2 separate regions of the Capra hircus genome follow, and region 1 is linked to region 2. A link is a contact called in public Hi-C data. All regions are on one chromosome and are shown on one strand. The core of a region is the stretch at or near the end of the contact, and the rest is flanking DNA. Distances in the headings are between cores, read along the strand shown. Region 1 holds the start of LOC102187615 (centromere protein S). Region 2 overlaps PEX14 (peroxisomal membrane protein PEX14).

The links. Hi-C and Micro-C count contacts between places; a contact is called where the count stands out from the background.
Region 1: a contact with region 2 is called in a Hi-C map of liver, with 2.4 times the contacts expected there. The contact joins the promoter of LOC102187615 here to the enhancer-like site in region 2. A contact is called at or near these places in 2 of 5 Hi-C or Micro-C datasets (blood and liver).

What each region holds. Positions count from the first base shown.
Region 1 is chr16:41,640,366-41,643,076 of ARS1.2, forward strand. It overlaps LOC102187615 (centromere protein S), which reads right to left and starts at 1,307. Exons shown (of 5, transcript XM_018060360.1): 1 at 1,149-1,307. The coding sequence starts at 1,202. LOC108637773 (a long non-coding RNA gene) reads left to right here and starts at 363. Exons shown (of 3, transcript XR_001919287.1): 1 at 363-1,154.
Region 2 is chr16:41,576,290-41,578,989 of ARS1.2, forward strand. The region is part of intron 2 of PEX14 (peroxisomal membrane protein PEX14); the gene reads right to left. Among named protein-coding and RNA genes, the nearest start is that of PEX14, 23 kb to the right of the region's middle. Within about 2 kb of position 1,327, at least 1 of the 5 cell types and tissues checked has an H3K27ac peak or open chromatin away from gene starts, as enhancers often do.

The sequences.
Region 1 (2,711 bases), core at 57-2,556, 64 kb after region 2:
AAGAGTTTATCTCCCACATCTTTGCCATGAATGGACTCTTCGAAACTACCAATGTCATGAAACCCAAAGGAGGTGGAGAACCGTTCCAGGAGAGACCAAAGCCAGGACTAGACACAATGCATGATCCCCAACTGGATCCTGGGTGAAGGAAAAAAAGACCATGAAAGAATATCTTTGGGACAACTGGGGAAAACTGAATATGGATTCATATTAGATAATAGGATTTTATTAATTATCAAGCCTCTTGAATGTGATCAGAATTATGACCTTGGAAGAACCATGTTAAAGCATTAAAATTTAAAGGTGAAGCATCAAGTGTATTTAATTCTCAAATAATTTAGAGAAAAGAAGGGAGCAAATACAGCAAAATGTTAACTGGTTAATCTAGGTGAGGGGCACATGGGTGATGAATGGGCTAATTTGCAACCTTTTCTGAAGGCTCGAACTTCAAAATAAAGGGAGACAGTGGGTAAACAGCCTCTGAAATTTAGGAAGCGCCCCTTTCCTGACCTCATTCTCAATTCTCTTCGGTTAAGCCTCTGAGATTCTTGGTTTTTCTCACGACTCTCCCACACGGTATTTATTCGCGGTGCTAAGTGAAGGACTGAATACCAGCAACTACGCCGAGAGCTGGTTATTATCACCCTGATTTTTCCATCTAGGAAAATGAGTTCGGGGAGAGTCAACACAACACTCTGTGCGGAGTCGAGATTCGAACCCACATCCGATGGGTTCCGGGGCCGTCTCCTCCCCCGCAGGATGGACCCACCGATTCGAGGAGCCAACATTTTTAGAGCTCGTGCTGCGTGCCTCAGAACAACCCTGTCCGAGGAGACTGAGCCTGTCACAAAGCCAGAGGGGCCTCCGCCGCCGGACTCCCGGTGCACGGCAGGTATCTTCCCCGAATCTTCCCTCTCACTCAGCCACCCCAAGCTCCGACCCGCTAAACCTAGGAAACCGTCTCCCAGCACCCCCCGCGGCAGCCGGGTCGGCTCATGCGCAGGCGCCAGAGGCCGGAGGCGGCCGAGCTCGACTTCCGACCTGGGGCCTCGGTAGGAAGACGAGGCTGGGCTGAGGCGGCGCCTTTTTCCCCGCAGAATCTCGACGCCGTCCTTCCCCAGCCCCGCCAGGACCCCATTCTCCTGTACCTGTCGGTAAGAGAAGCTTTGCTGCTCCTCGGACCACTCCTCCTCCTCCGTCATCACCACGGGCGGATCCTGGCAGGCGCGCCAGGACAGAAAGACGCGGCCGCCTGGGAGATCTGGTGGGATTTTCCCGCCGCCGGGCCGGGCGACGGGCCGCGCTGGGGGCCAAAGCGCGAAGCTGCCGGCTGCCTCGCCCGCCCCCTGGCGGCGACTCTGGGAAGGGGGCCTCACAGCGCGCCTGCGCCCGCCTGGCCCCAGCCAAGCTCCCCGGGGACCTCAGGCCCAACTCTGCGCCCCGCACAGTTGTCAACACCAGTTCTCAGAAACAGTGTGTGTAGGGACAAGGGTTCGCAAGTCGATTGTAAATTCCATGCGACTGCAACCTCGACATGCCTTGCCAAATCTAGTGTGAGTTTTTTATAATTCTATAGTGTCACAAAGTCAGATCACTGGTAAGTGTTTGATTTCTATCCCCTTCAGCGAAAAGTTTCTCACCCCATTGCCGTTGCCAAAGGAATATAGTTTTGACCCAAGTGTTAGCTGATTTTCCTTTATGTTAAGAATTAAGGGACTTACCAGGACTCCCTGGCGGTCCAATGGCTAAGATTCCTTACTTCCACTGCAGGGGGTGCGGATTTAATCCCTGGTGTGGGAGCTAAGAACCCGCATGCCAGGCGGCCATGAATTTAAAAAAAAAAAAAAAAAACACGGAAGTAAGGGACTTCCCTGGTGGTCCATCCAGTGGAGTTCAATCCCGGGGACAGGAGCTAAGATCCCACATGCCTTGTGGCAAAAAGAGAAAACAGAAGCACTATTTTTACCAACTGAGCTATCAGGGAAGCCCTATAATAAATTCAGTGAAGACTTAAAAAAAAAAAGAAGTGAAAAATAGCGAAACCTAACAGATCTGCACTGCTTCCAAACTTTCTTCAACTGAAGAAAGTTTTCCTCCTTCCCAGCTTCACTCTTTAAGTTTCACTCATTTTTGGATGATGTGAGGAAGAAACTTCTCTACTGAACTGAATAATAGTGTCAAGTACTGGAAGAATATTTCCTCAACTTATGCTATTCATGCTACAAAGGGTACAGACACCATGCACATTCAAGTTCAATCTGCATTATTAACATCCACCTCCCCCCCCCACTTCCGTAAGCAGTCAACAAGGAATTAAACCCTGATTTGCAGGTTTCCTTGGTGTAAATACTCCCACTATTGCCAGATTTCAAGCAACCAGTATGAAGAAGCTGAACTCAGCATTTGTTACAAACTAGACTATGATGCATTGGAGAAGGAAATGGCAACCCACTCCAGTGTTCTTGCCTGGAGAATCCCAGGGATAGGGGAGCCTGGTGGGCTGCCATCTATGGGGAACTAAAGACAGAGTCAGACACGACTGAAGCGACTTAGCAGCAGCAGCAGACTGTTTGACTCATTGGAAAAGACCCTGATGCTGGGAAAGATTGAAGGCAGGAGAAGGGGACAACAGAGGATGAGTTGGCAGGATGGTGTCACCGACTCGATGGACATGAGTTTGAGCAAGCTCCGGCAGTTGGTGATGGTCAGGG
Region 2 (2,700 bases), core at 77-2,576:
CAGTGAAGGACTTGTGACTGTTGATGGAGACACAGATAAAGGATTTACCTGAGGGGCAGGGAAAGCCAGAGAGGAAGATCCCAAAGTCTGCAGTTTCTTGACTTCTGTGGCGTGGAACGCAAAGCACTCAGTTGTGGACCCTCCCCTCTGCCAGCAGGAGAGGGAACAACAAGCAGCTGCTGCCCCCTAGGAGCTACCAGGGACACAGCACCGTGCTCGACAGACGAGATGAAAAGATCCTATTATCTCGCCTCCATCCCGTAACCCGTCATTAGTGAGGTACATGGGTGCAGACGCCTCCTCCAAGCACAAGGAGGCCCACATCACCTGTGATAAATTAATAGGTGCCTTTTCAACAGCTAAGATGCGCACAAAAGACTCCAACCAGCGACAGTGCATGAAGGCAGCGGCTTCAGAGAAGCACAGACTCACCAGGCAGCACCTGAACAAGCCAAAGCCTAAAATAAAAATAAAGTCTAAAAAAGCCTAAAGCCAAAGTCTCCCACACCTCTGTGCCCCGCGAGGTGGGCACGCTGCCCGCCTGCTACCCCAGCCTGCTCAAGATCTTGGGGTTTACACCACAATCCTGTTGCTGACTAGCTATGGGAACCTGGGCTTGTTTTCCTCACTGTACCCCGAGGAAGAGGGATCTTCACCAATTGTTAGGATGAAACAAGATAATGAAAACAAAGAAACCAGCACAGAGGCCAGCACATCACAGAGCAGAAGTCCTTCCGGCCTCGGTGATCAGAGCTAGTAATAGGTTAGTTAATCGAAAAATCGGTTAAAGCAGAGAATCATTAAAAATGGAGTCTATCTACATACCTTCAACATTTCACATGAACTTAAAACCTATAAACAAACGCAGTCATTTGCTAATCTTTTGATGTGAAGCCAAGAGCTTTTCTTTGAGTGTGGGCCCACAGACTGAAGTTCCCAGACGTCTTTCTTGCATAAACTTCACCTGTAATACACCCTTCACAATTTCTAAAGCAAAGTAAGCCTTTAAAAGACATTAGCAAAGCAAACTTAAGTACAGAATGCTTCAAGATTTTTAGTATCTTCTCCACTCACATCTAAAAGGACAGCAACCTTTTTAGGAATTTGCATTTAACAAAACATTCGGCTTAGTTTTCACAGAATCCTCTTTTTACATCTGTATTTACAAAACACACCATATTTGTTGATCCCTCTGTTCACATTATACTTCACCTGTTTACAGGATATTTAATAAAATGGCCTAATTCGCTAACAAATCAACTGGCCTTTAGGTTGAAGACAAGCTGACTCCCTCCTGGTCTGCAGAAGGCGTGTGGGTGTGGGTGTGACCAGGCAGGGACGGGCCAGAGGGCCCAGGCCTGGTGCGTAGCTTCCCAGCGCCATGACAGCTAGTCAGTGTTTAATGCAAGCTTGACACTTTTCTTAAAGCATGTATTTCCTGGTGCCGCCACTTCATTTCACAAGAGATTTGAAATGAGTCAAAGGTACACACAAAAGGATACAGCAAATACAAAGTATGAGGAAAGGGGGGAGAAGACGTCTAGTAAACCCATTTTCAGCAAACTGTGGAAAAGCTAAACCGTGTCTATGTATGACCAGGGCTTCCAGGTGGCCCAGTGGTAAAGAATCCATCTACAAGTATGGGAAAGGCAGGTTCAACCCCTGGGTCGGGAAGATCCTATGGAGGTGGAAATGGCAACCCACTACAGTATTCTTGTCTAGAAAATCCCATGGACAGGGAAGTCTAGAGGGCTACAGTCCACGGGGTCACAAAGAGTCGGACATGACTTAGTGACTGGGTACTCACACATGTACAATCGTTAACCTCTGTGCTGGATTCCATCAGCAGCTCCTCCCCTCCAAGCTGGAAACGGCAGCCCTGCCCCTGGAGATGTGCTGCTGTGGCCCGACTGGACCAGAGCAGACACAGAGAAAGGCCTCTTGGTGCCACCCCACAGACTCTCTGAACATAAGCAGGAAAGCGGTGCCACCAAGGTCACCAAGGCAAGAGGTCACAAAGGTGGCAGCACGTCTTCTTCCCGTCCACAGGGGCCAGGAGTCGGCTCCTGGCTGACTCGGAGTCAAGGAGCGCCCCTCGCAGATTTACCTTGAGCATCACTCAGTGTCAGCCCATCTCTAGACTGCGCAGACAAACTCATAATGGCAGGGAGAAGATTTGTGGAGCAACAGGCATAAATCTTGGTTATAACTACAAACCATAAAAGAAAGGAGAGCTGGGAGGGAAGGAGGGAGGGCCATGAGCGCGTCCTTCTCAGACCGAGCACCACTTTATCTTCCCGCGGCTTCTCAGCGCAGAGTGGGGTTAACTACGACAGTGGATTCTTCAAACCCAAATTGGTCTGCATGGTTTGACAAGGGGCTAGAGTATTTTAAATTGAAATTATCCTGGAGAGCGCAGGGCACATGGCTGCCCAAAGCATGACATCCAGTGCTTCACAAACTGGAGGTTTGTGGGGGATTTGCTGAATTTGTCATACAGAATAACCCCCTTTAGGTCACCCTGTAAAAGCAGCTTTTGCATGAAGATTCTTTCACATAAGATAATGACTGATTTTAAAGGACTTCCCTGGTGGTCCAGTGGTTAAGAATCTGCCTGCCAATACAGTGGACACAGGTTTGATACCTGGTTTGGGAAATAAGATCTTACATGCCGGCCACAGGGCAACTAAGCCCATGAGC